4 separate regions of the Mus musculus genome follow, and regions 1, 2 and 4 are each linked to region 3. The links are chromatin contacts, called in public promoter capture Hi-C maps. All regions are on one chromosome and are shown on one strand. Each heading gives the region's core, a stretch centred on a gene start, on an enhancer-like site or on the middle of the called end of the contact. The rest is flanking DNA. Distances are from core to core; before and after follow the strand shown. Region 1 holds the start of Asf1a (anti-silencing function 1A histone chaperone). Region 2 holds the start of Mcm9 (minichromosome maintenance 9 homologous recombination repair factor). Region 3 holds the start of Gopc (golgi associated PDZ and coiled-coil motif containing). Region 4 holds the start of Ascc3 (activating signal cointegrator 1 complex subunit 3).

What was found. Promoter capture Hi-C pulls out the DNA fragments that hold promoters and counts their contacts. Capture Hi-C pulls out chosen DNA fragments and counts their contacts.
Region 1: a contact with region 3 is called in a promoter capture Hi-C map of liver, with 4 times the contacts expected there. The contact joins the promoter of Asf1a here to the promoter of Gopc in region 3. A contact is called at or near these places in 3 of 39 promoter capture datasets (hippocampal neurons, liver and pre-B cells), 4 of 484 Hi-C or Micro-C datasets (B cells, CD4 T cells and embryonic stem cells), 5 of 115 datasets of contacts at active chromatin or transcription factors (the NIH/3T3 cell line, embryonic forebrain, forebrain and 2 more) and 2 of 9 other capture datasets (adipose tissue and liver).
Region 2: a promoter capture Hi-C map of liver shows a contact between it and region 3, with 6 times the contacts expected there. The contact joins the promoter of Mcm9 here to the promoter of Gopc in region 3. A contact is called at or near these places in 2 of 39 promoter capture datasets (hippocampal neurons and pre-B cells), 1 of 484 Hi-C or Micro-C datasets (CD4 T cells), 2 of 115 datasets of contacts at active chromatin or transcription factors (astrocytes and thymic regulatory T cells) and 2 of 9 other capture datasets (adipose tissue and liver).
Region 4: a promoter capture Hi-C map of pre-B cells shows a contact between it and region 3. The contact joins the promoter of Ascc3 here to the promoter of Gopc in region 3. A contact is called at or near these places in 7 of 39 promoter capture datasets (3T3-L1-derived adipocytes, the HPC-7 cell line, hippocampal neurons and 3 more), 7 of 484 Hi-C or Micro-C datasets (CD4 T cells, CD8 T cells, LSK cells and 3 more), 3 of 115 datasets of contacts at active chromatin or transcription factors (astrocytes, large pre-B cells and pro-B cells) and 2 of 9 other capture datasets (adipose tissue and liver).

The regions. Positions count from the first base shown.
Region 1 is chr10:53,595,587-53,598,320 of GRCm38.p6, forward strand. It overlaps Asf1a (anti-silencing function 1A histone chaperone), which reads left to right and starts at 1,375. Exons shown (of 4, transcript NM_025541.3): 1 at 1,375-1,712. The coding sequence starts at 1,604. All of the region lies in intron 7 of Mcm9 (minichromosome maintenance 9 homologous recombination repair factor), which reads right to left.
Region 2 is chr10:53,628,656-53,631,684 of GRCm38.p6, forward strand. Mcm9 (minichromosome maintenance 9 homologous recombination repair factor) reads right to left here and starts at 1,302. Exons shown (of 13, transcript NM_027830.3): 1 at 1,069-1,302.
Region 3 is chr10:52,380,833-52,383,532 of GRCm38.p6, forward strand. Gopc (golgi associated PDZ and coiled-coil motif containing) reads right to left here and starts at 1,292. Exons shown (of 9, transcript NM_001199272.1): 1 at 779-1,292. The coding sequence starts at 1,066.
Region 4 is chr10:50,590,917-50,593,933 of GRCm38.p6, forward strand. It overlaps Ascc3 (activating signal cointegrator 1 complex subunit 3), which reads left to right and starts at 1,753. Exons shown (of 42, transcript NM_198007.2): 1 at 1,753-1,981.

The DNA.
Region 1 (2,734 bases), core at 125-2,624, 1.2 Mb after region 3:
TGATAACTAAAGGTCTTCGGACAAGGACAGATCATCCACAGCAATCCAGTTGAGTCTCAACCTGTCCAAGGAAGATTAATTAAATTCTGCACACTAGCAGAAACTTCACTTGCAGATTAATACTAAGACATAATTTTCACTCCGGATTTTATTGAATAGTTTAGTAGTTTCATTTATAAGGAAAAAGAAAAGAACCCAATGGTTTATGAGTAACACCTCCACAGTAAAAAGAATCAGTTCACATTCACAAAGGTGTTAGGTTTCCGTTTCCTGTTTCCTAGTCTACCCACAGTGGCTAAGTACCATAAACAAGCAACTTTTCCTCCAGTCAGCCTTGAAATGGTCTCACAGGCGTCACAGGCATGGAAGGTCTCCTCAGAATTGGTGTGCTGCACTTTTTCACTTATGAATGTTTGTTATAAATGCCTTGAAGAGCAAATGGCATGTTATCTGTGCTTTCTCCTTTCTCATATTCCACCAAAAATACATTTGTTGTCCTTTGGCCTTCAGACACTTCCATTTTCTCGACTTTTGACTTCTTTCTCTGTGCCCCCCCAACAACAGAAGCCTCGCTGTAACTGATCACGTTTTCCCCCTTTTATTTCTTTTTTTTTGTTTTGTTTTACATCTTTTCAGTTATTAAATGGGAAGAAATCCAACATGCAGCTGAAGATCGCATATTTTTTTTCTAGCCTGCGTGTGTGTGTGTAAAATCACCCCGCCCTCATTTTGTATCTATTTCACCGCACTGTCGTGGCCAAGAACTTGAATTCCAAAATGGCTTGCTCCTTTCGAGCTGACATGGGCTATAAAAATGCAATTTATTCCCACTGCAACCAGCCCTTCTCCCTATTCTCTACCATTACGATTGCGAGAAGCACAGACAGCTAGTTGGGCCTGACAAGGGCTGCAAAGCACACCTTATCTGCTAAATCCAGCAGAGCCAGCAAAGCCGCCGGCACTGGTGGGGGAAGCGTTAAAGGCTGGAAGAAAACCCGAAAAACCCCAAGGCCCATGCTGCGCACACACACGGGGCCGCCTCGCGCCCTCCTGCTTCCACCGCCGGCCCCGCCCACCCCACGGGTCCCGCCCCCTCCGTCCCGCCGCGGCCACGCCCGACGTGTGGCGCGGCCCCGCCGGGCGGGGGCGGGGCCTGCGTCGCCCCTCCCCCGCCGCCGGCGGCCTCCGCGCGGGCCTCCCAGCCCCTATTCCACTCACTTTGTTCTGCGCCTTTGTCCTGGTCCGCACCAGCAGGTGGAGCCGCAGTGAAAGTTTCCCGTCCGTTCTGCGAGCGGGAGCCCATCTTGCTCGCCGCCGCGGCCCTCGCTGGAGGAGGAGGGTCAGAGCTCGGGGGCAGCCAATCGCGGGCAACGCTGCTAGTTATCAGGGCAGAATGGGCTGTAGTTTAGTGAAATAGGAAAGCTGCAAAACACCGTGGAGTGCCGCCGTGTAAATAAAAAGGAAAAAAAAGTTTCTCAAGTCGCAGCTGCACGACGTCGGGCCGCGCCGCGCCGGGGCGGGGGTCTGCGCTCTCGGAGCGGCCGCGCGCGGGACTCGGTGGTGCCGCCAGCCCCGGCCCCATTGTTTGTGTTTTCTTCAAAATATGGCAAAGGTTCAGGTGAACAATGTAGTGGTGCTGGATAACCCGTCGCCTTTCTACAACCCGTTCCAGTTCGAGATCACCTTCGAGTGCATCGAGGACCTGTCTGAAGGTGAGCGAGTGGCGCCGGGCTGTCAGTTGCGGCGGCGGACGTTAAAGTTTCCCGGCCCGGCCTCGCGCGGGGTGGGCCGCGGCCGGCGGCCGGCGGGAGGGCGGCCATGCGAGGGAAACTTGAAGTTGAGGGACGCCGGCCGCGCCGCAACTTGCGAGCAACTTGCCGGGCGGAGGGAGCCATGTTGTCAGCTTTGTCTGCGGCGGGCGGCGCTCGGCGGCCCCCGGCTCGCGCGGCGCTGGCGGGGGGTCGTGCGGCCTCGGCGGCCCCAGGGCCCCACGGCCCGGTGGGGAGCAAGCTGGGCCGGTGGGAAGCGGAGCCATCTTACCCGGCGGCACGACGCCTGCTCCGGACCGCCGGGGGCGAGCGGGCCCGCGCCTTCCCGCCCGAGCCCCGCCGAGGCTGTCCTCGCGCCGCTCTCCGGCTCCCTCCACCAACCAGCGCGGAAGGCGGGCGCTGGGCTCGGCCCCTCGGCGCCTGGCTCCCGGGGGGCGGCCGTGCTCTCCGCGGGCGCCCGGGATGCTGTGCGCCGCCTCTCCCCGGGGACAGAGACCTCTCGGAGAGAAATGGTGAGGGGCTGGGAAGTTCCATGGCACCCTAGAGCAGAAGCAGGGTGCTTAACCAATTCCAGGCACTTCTCTGGCGTTTAGAAAGTCTGAAAGACTTTCTCCAGAACGTGTGAAGAAGAAGCAATTAAAATAACTCCACGTCCAAGCAGATGGAGAAAATGCAAACGTTAGCTGGGAGATAGAAGGCAAAATCCTTTCTGAAGTACATTTTACGGTTTAAAAAATGCGAAATAGTGAGGTAATACAGAACTTAGAAAGCTAAAATATGGCTTCTTAACGCTTTTCTTAGATTTTATTAAAATCAATGCTTCATTTTCAACATTTGAAACAAAAAGTTTAACTTCATTGGTGTTAAATTTTAGTTAACTAGGAGGACATCTTGGGACTTGAAAGTATTTCGACAAAATGCCTTGTATTATCCTAATCATGACGAAAAGAATTTCTCTTTTAATT
Region 2 (3,029 bases), core at 52-2,551, 1.2 Mb after region 3:
TGGCTACTGATTCTGCCCTCTCTGAACACCTGCTCAGCTGGGAGGTATAAAGTATAAAGTTGCATCACACTTAAGCCAAGAACACTGACAAGTACAGGAGGCTGGTATGAGATTAAGAGAGTATTTTTCAGAGAATCAGTCAAAGTAAGCCAACACTAAAATACTAAGCGACTTGGTTTTGGTTAGGTAATAGCATAATCAATCAGCCAAGAGTAAAAAAAGAGATTATTTGGGAAAGGGATCATAGTATTTCATGATGTGGATCTTAGCTGGGAAAAAAAAATCACAGCACTACCCTCAAGAGTGACCAAAGGAATATCTTTACGATTTTACAAATACAAAGTGAATGTAGAGCAGAAATCCGAAACAACAATTAACAACATACCCAACTCCAACAGCGCAGAAAGAGGGCGGGCAAAGAATTTTAAGTTCCTAACAGGGGCAGGTTAAATGTTTGCCTAGTTAAACCGGTAAATTACAGTGTTAAACAGACCGATATTTTTTAAACACAGCTTTCTTCTTCTTTTTTTTTTTTTCCAACATCCGTGCAATTAGACAAGTTTATCAACCTATAAACTCAGGCATCCCGTTACAAACTTAAGCCATTTACTGTCTAGGGGAGGGGGGACGATGGTTGTACAACTATCAAATTCTCTCTCCTCTTGCCTCTGGCATCCAAACAAATAAAATGGCTTTGCTTTATTTCATACTATCCACTGCAAGGTGGCGCCAAAAAGAGCAGTTTGGGGATAGAGCCTTGTCCCTCACCTAGGCTCGCGTAGCCCCGCCCCTCGGGAGCTGTGGCCACGCCCCGCGCGTCTCAATCCCGCGTTGCGCGCCATTCGCGGGTGCGCGCTCATTGCGCGCCTCCAGGCCGCCTGGCGAGCGAGAGCCTAGCGGAGGGATGCTTTGGAAAGCATTTGGAAATTCGCTTCTAATCCACAGGTGGTTGGCTGTGGCCTCCCAGCCCTGCGGGGAGTTTAGAAATTAAAGGATGCGGACGAGACCTGACGCTAACCACGGGAGGGAAACGATCCCCCGGGACCTCACGCTGCGGTGGTCACTTACGGGCTCAACACGCACTGTCTTGGTCGCCGGGACCGCGCTGCGGCCGTGGTCGCCCCAGCCCGACCCGCGCGGCGTTGGAGGGGGCGGGGCGTGCGCGCGGCCGCTCGAGGGGGCCGCCTTGCGCGGGGGCGCGCAGGCTTCTTCGCGCTGCTCTCGCTCGGCCTCTGAAGGACTTGAGCTTCCCGCGGACCCCGAGCCGCGCACTGCCTCAACTTTCCGGCCGCTGGGGCTTCTTCCGGGTGCGGACGCAGGCGGGCGCGCGCCAGGACGGACGCTGGAGTCTGCGAGCGGGAGGCGGGAGCAGGGAGAGAGGCGGGACTCGGGGAGCTGGAGGCGGGGTTTGGGCCGGACAAGACGTCTGAGGGGCGGGTCTCGGAGGCATGGGGCGGGGTTTGAGCGGGACACCGGCTTCGAGGGCGGGTTTAGGGTGAAGTGGATAATTCAGGCTGGCAGGAATTCCGCGGATTGGTGATGGGCGAACGCGGGGTGGAGACTAGGGCGGAGAGAAGGGGAACCCTGGTGACGTATTAGGGCGGGATGTGGGCGATCTGGGACTCGACTTTGGTTTGCACCTTCAGATATCTTAGAACACAAGTGATTTTGTTGTTTTTTTTTTGTTTTTGTTTTTTTTTTTTTTTTGGGTTGGCGATGTATTTAAGGAATCTGCCTACTTCCACGTCACAATATTTTCCATTTCGTGTAGTTCTCTGATCCATTTCGAGCTAAATTTTATAAGTGGTGTTACGGTTTTGTGAAGTCACTTCTACTTTAAATCCTCTGACTGCACATCTACCTATCAGCAATTTTTATTAAATCAAATCAGGCAGCTGAGGGCAAAATTGGATATAAAAAATTCATTATCTGGCCGGGCGTGGTGGTGCACGCCTTTAATCCCAGCACTTGGGAGGCAGAGGCAGGCAGATTTCTGAGTTCGAGGCCAGCCTGGTCTACAGAGTGAGTTCCAGGACAGCCAGGGCTACACAGAGAAACCCTGTCTCGAAAAAACAAAAACAAAAAAGAAATTCATTATCTTGACCCCAACTCAGCTTCAGCAAGAGAGTCATGTCAGCACGTGCTGCCACCGTTCATGTTCCCTGATCTCAAAATGTCCCTAGCTCAACTAATAAGTGTTTTTCTGAACTTCAAATTGTTCCTGAAGACTTTCTACATTAGAGCCTAAGGGTGTTACTTCCTAGGGCCAGGCCCTCTTTTTACATCAGTTAAGGATACAATGTCTCAAAGACATTCCTACTGGTCAATCTGATACAGGCAGTTCCTTAATTCAGACTCCCTTCTCAGCTAGGCATGGTGGCAAAGGCCTTTAATTCTGGCAGGTTGATCTCAGTGAGTTTAAGGCCAGCCTGATCTACAAAGTGAGTTCCAGGACAGCCAGATACATTTCAACAAAACAAAACAAACAAGCAAAAAAAAAAAAAATCTCTTTTCTGAGGTAATTCTTGGTTAAGGCAAGTTGACATTTGAAATTAAGCAGTACACCTGTATGATACATTGGTTCAATCTTAATGATTTTATGTCCCTATAAAAACTTCACACATTGGAGCACTATTAGTACATTGGACCACGGAAGGGGAGAAACTGGACCATAGCCACTCATAGTTTGTTCCAGGATAAACTGTTCTCTCCTTTTGAGGTAAGGGTTGCGTTTTTGACTCTACAATGAGTAGAAGTATTAAATTTTTTTTGAGACACAGTCTTGTTAGGTAGCTCACAATAGCCTCCAGTCTGCGGTCCTTCTGCTTCTTAAGATTATGGGTGTGAACCACCATAAATGGCTAATAGAGCACTCTTAAGTCTTGTAGTATAGCCTTTACACAGGTGTATACACACACACACACACACACACACACACGAGAGAGAGAGAGAGAGAGAGAGAGAGAGAGAGAGAGAGAGGGAGAGAGAGAGAGAGAGCTATTAGCTTGCAGAAGACCATGGCCTATAGT
Region 3 (2,700 bases), core at 42-2,541:
CTAAATCTTGTAATACTGGCCTAGTTGAATTTTCCACACAAAATGGGAGGTTTGGAATTCCTGTTTGCAATCACACTCCCCTTGCTCTGATTAGAGACCTAAGCAAAGGATTGTCTTTACATAGTCTCAAAGGTCTGAAATTAGGGAAAATACTGTAAAATACAAAGACATACCATCTCACTCAATACTAGAAGTTATTTGAATATTGACAGCTCTAAAGACATAGCTGCCCGTAATATCTGCCAAGTGTGAATGTAAACTGAGAAGGTAGATAGGAACATATATATTCCATTACATTTCCCCAAGAGCTTTGATCGGATTCCCCTAAGTTCATGCATGTCTCTGTGTACAGACACGGACGTTGATCTGGGCTATTGGATGAAAATAATCAGAGCTGCATCTGTCTGAAAATACATCATCTAGCTTGTCATTATCAAAGCAGAAGAGGAGAGTTGAGGTATTCCCCGACAGAAGATCTTGGTAATAACACCTACAAGGCAGGTAGTGTGATTAGCTCCTGTCCCCACCGCATGAGATGCTGGGAGGTGGATGACAGGACGTCTGGAGACCCACACATCAGTCTGCATCCTTTTCCTCCCCCACCCGCTCCGCACTCCTTTGCTTCACTCACGTATAAAACGCACTCTCCATCGCATTCGAAGCTGAGGTGTCCAGTGGGTAGGTTTTTAAGGATCATTTTCCTAGTGCTTTAAATGGGATCTAACGACCTCGGACAGCCTGGGGTTGAATGCTATTGCTGCCAGCCCCCGAGGCTCACCTCAAGCTTGTGGTTGATCTGGGACACAGTCTGGGCTTTGTGGCATAGCTGCGCAAAGCAGGAGCTAAGGCTGGTCATCTTCTGACGCCCCTCATAAGTGATGTCCGCCTGGTCCGGATCGATCTCGCCCAAAAGCAGATCCACATCCACGAAGGCCTTGTCGAACTCCTTCTCCAGCACCTCAAGCCATCGGAACATGGACACCCCGCCAGGGGAGACCCCCACAGGGCAGGAGGAGCCCCCTGGGCCGCCGCCGGCTCCCGCCGGGCATGGGCCACCCGCCGACATGGCGCCGTCCAGGGCCTCGCCGACTGCTGCTCACTCTGGCCGCCCGCCCCGCGCGAGGGGAACTGCTAGCACCGCGGCGCCCCCCGCGCGCGCGCACACACAGACACACACGCACACACACACAGACACACACCCGCCGGTCCCCTCCCTTCCCTCGCGCCGCCAACGCCGGCAGCGCAGCTCCAGAGCAGCAAAGGAAGCGGGGCTGAAGCAGCGACAGCGACACGGAAGACCCGCCCCGCCCGCAAGCCGGCCCGCCCCCGCCGCGCGTGCGTAGCGGAGCCCAGAGCAGGCGCAGCCCAGAGGGAGAAAGTGGGCGGGGCCGTACGAGAGCTTAGCCAATGAAAAGCCTTCGCCTCCACAAGCCTGTCTGCGACCATTTTGACGACCGGCAAAACCCTGAGAAGCAAAGGGTTGAGGTGGCCCCTTGCAAGTGGGGAAGACCGGAGGAAGGGAAGGGAAAGATTCCACGTCGCAGAGGGGACCGGCTTCCGCCAGTTTGGCTTCACAGTGGGCCTGGAACCGGTCCACAGACGTCTAGCAAAGTTGCTACTGGGGTGTCAAGGGGCTCGGGTGGGAGCGGGGAGGGCCGTGTGTGCATGCGCAATAGCCACGTTTTCTCTTCCGATTTCCAGCTCTTAGGGCGGGAGGGTGGGGACACTGGCTAATGTTGCTAAACCTGACGGTGCATTCCAGCCAGAAGCTGCCTATGGAAGCTACTGAGCAAGTTTTGTTGAATCAATGGTTCCTCCTTCTATGATTGACAAGCTGGGGTTCTAGGCCAATGTATTATTACATACTAGCTGCCCCACCTCAGTGGTGTTACCTTGCTTGGGTAACAAGGTTTCCAAAGTTTACTTCACTTGGCAATTAAGGTAAAGTGAAAGTGTTATCACTTGGTACATAGCACTCATCTTACTGCATCACAGATCGTATATTTCTAAAGCAACCACTTGGGATGCTGTAATCATCTTATAAACTAGTATTGTGCTCGTTCCCATGTTATTTTCATATGTTCATAAACATTGAATACATATCCCGATTGAGGCACTGAGGACATAAAATCTAATGAAACGACCTCATCCAAGCCGAACTAGTAAGACAGTGAGGCTCTCACGACTTTTAATTCCAGTGTTGCGTGCATTTGAGAGCATTTATCAAGAGCTTTCTTTGTGTCCTGCCTCTCATCTCTTCCACTTCTCCAACTCCACCCCTGTCTAAACCAACAGTAGACTGTCCGGAAGGGAAAGGAGAAGCCAGACTAATTAGAGTAGGCAGGTAGGAATTGTGCTTCCTGACTCGCCTACGGGAGTATGTGGAAAATTAGTCCATAATCTTTCGGAAGTTGTTCTTGGGACGGACCTTTCTAATAAATCATCAACCAAAGTCTGCATGGCATTGTGTGCCTCTCATCAAAGCAGTACCAATAAGAATTAAGAAATAACAGATTTAGTTTGCACTCTGGTTACTCCAATGCATGACTGCTTACCATCAAGCAAAAGCTATTATGACTTCAGCAAACTTAGACAAGTAAAACTAACCATGCAACTCTTCCCTTGAGTTTAGTCAGAGACTGTCTCATAGGCTTAGTACACAATAGTATAAAACATCCTCTTCGAATGGTTGGTTGTATT
Region 4 (3,017 bases), core at 503-3,002, 1.8 Mb before region 3:
ATAAGTCAGATTTCTATTTTGTAGAGCCAAATCTGGCTAGTGGCTTGAGCATAGCACAGGAGAGTCAGGTAGTACATTTTCAATTTTCATCTTTTTGATCCTCTGGAACTCTGTTGGGTATAATCTAAACTATCTATGTAGACTCCTTTCATTTTTCTTTTTTACTTATTTATCTTGTCTCATTTACTGGTAGAGGAGAGAGTGAAAAATAAAACATAAATCTAACCCAACAGTGATGGCTTCATCTAGCTCGATTGAGTGCCAGGATGATATTACTTTCAGTTGTACTCTATACAAGTAATATCTGCATGCTGCAGAGACTCTGAGACCCAAAAGTTCAGCTGGAAATTAATTAGCATCTTATTTATAGTTGCGGTTTTTAACATACATGCTGTTCCAAAATTGCAATCTTGGTACTATAATTCTATGTTTGATCAAACCCCTCTTCCTTCCCTGCCTGCTTCATGGAAATGCTCTCTCTGTTTCTGAAAATTCCACAATTATGTATCTCAGATTAGCAAAATATTTCTATGCCACTCACATCACCTCTGCTTGGATTCTCAGGTGGCCTTCCCACTTGGGAATATCTGCCTCTGCTTTTTTACTATAATGAATTTGCTTTTGCTTAAGTCTCTTCTGTATCTCTCCTAGAATTCTTTCTCTAGTGAGACCAAGAGTCTTTGGGATCACCAGTTGTAGTTTGGTGATAAAATGAGTTAGACTGTAAACGCTTGAAAGGCTACATGCGACTGGACTAACTTTTAGCAAAACCAGCCAGTAATTCTCCTAAAATGCGTCTCCCTCCCCCCAAATCCCTATTATGTAAGCATTCAGCATCTACTTAGAAAATGTAGAGACTGGGAACTTAGAGAAATGTAGAGACTGTGATGGTCATATATTGCTTCTACAGTGCATTTAGTTCCTTGGATTGTATTAGAAGGGACTCTCAGAATGTGAAGGGTTTTTGTTTGTTTTCCTCATAAAGTTCAGGTCATACCAGACAAACCTTTATCACCAGATGGGTCTTTCATATTGCTGACAGTCCAGTAACTTTTCCTCTTAGTGAATCTTACCAAGTTTCATTAATACTTCATGATTCTTTTCATCTGCGTTATCTCATTTTAATTTCTGAAATGCTTCTATCGCTATTGAGGTCTTCTTACCTCAGTCTGGTATACAGAACTTCCAGTGGGTTTGGCAAGTTATGTTTATTATTCAACCAATGCTGCTTCTATAAAACAGGGTTCTGGTGAGTTTTAGGACAACTGTCTCGGGAAGAATGGGCTGAAAGGGTAGGATGACAATGCATACCACATCTGTATCCTCGCTCATCAGTTCAAACTTAACAACAATGCAGTTTTTTTAGGCTAGCTTTTCTAAATTTGCCAGTCGCACCAGGCTATCGTCAGATGTTTTGTTTCGAAGGTCAGAAACAACTTCAGAAGTACAAAGTGGAGAATAATGAAACTCAGGGAAATCGAAACTTGAGCCTAGAGCAGGTGGGCGGAACCATCTAGTAACCACGGGACTGTGACTCACTGGTTTCTGCCTTCAATAGGAATTAATTACTCGGTGCCATTATCAGAACCAAGCGGGGATTAGGGAGTCGGCCGGAGGGAACCAAGAGTCGGACCACTAAAACTGAGCTGAAACTTGCTAGCGTGTACGCCACCCGACGCCAACCCCCGCATGGGCGGGGCCGAGGGCGGCCGGGTGCTGACGTGGCGACGTTGGCGTCGCGGTCGGTGACGTATGGCCGGCGCCCGCCCCGCCCCTCCGTCGCTCGGCGCGGGTGTGTGGGTTTGTGGGTCAGTGCCAGCTGGGCAGCCCTCGCGCGCTAAGGCGTGACAGCGAGCGACCCCCGCCGGCCCGCGTGTGCTGCGGAGGAGGTCGGGGCGCAGCCCTCCGCTCCGCTCCGCCGGAGTGAGAAGAGGAAGCAAACCTCCAGGAGGCCGGAGGCGCGCGTGGCGGCGGGGCTGAGGTGAGCTAGGGAGAGGGAGGGCGCGGGTGGCGGAGCCCGAGTGTGCGGCGGGGCGGGGCTGGTCTCAGAGTCCGGAAGAGCGCGGGTGGACCGAGCTGTCATCCCTCGGCTGGGCGTCCCGGCTCACCTAAGTTTGTAGGTGGGGGTTGGGGTGAAAACTCCAGCGCGATTGCCCACGTGTAAGGACAGAATGGCCACAAGATGAAAAATTTTCTGTTCTAGGCTTAACCTGTTTTTCTCCTCCCTCTCCCCTTATTTATATTACACATTCCTAGCAACGTCGTTCTTCGCCTACATCTGTTGGGTTGGGTTTCCCCCACAACACAGAGGAGCGAGTGCTTTGGGTCCTGGAGTTCAGGGCAGTGGGTGAATTTAACAATCGGAGGACTCTAGAATGTATTTTTTTTTTTTTTTAAATAAAGAAGTGTCTATGCTAAGGGGGTAGATGAAGTGGTTCTTGGTAGGATGCTGTAATTTCCTTTACCTTTAAAAGAAAGAAGTTCAGTCTACTGAGTTTGATATGCATCACAAGTGCAGTCTAATTGCTACCTGTGGTGTGGTTTTTGTTGTTGTTGTTGTTGTTGTTGTTGTTGTTGTTCCTGGATAAAAATTAGAACAGTCAACTATATCTACCCCCTTTTCAGATTCATAAGCTGAAACGTTTGTTTTCTGAGTTTGATTGTTCTCAAATTCCGCTTCTGAGTCTAGGCTGGACGTGCTCTAGCTCATGTTTTGTATTTAGTTTTTCACGTCATGACGATTATAATACTGGTGTTGCGCCGGGCGTGATGGCGCACGCCTTTAATCCCAGCACTTGGGAGGCAGAGGCAGGCGGATTTCTGAGTTCGAGGCCAGCCTGGTCTAGGACAGCCAGGGCTACACTGCCTCAAAAAAAAAAAAAAAAAAAAACCTAAAAAAAAAAAAGGATTACTTTATTCTATGAAACCCACTGCATAAGTAAGCCATCCACAAAGATAATACTGTGTTGCATTAAAATATTCATAGAGATGTCAGTTAAGTGTAGCTTAGTGTTATT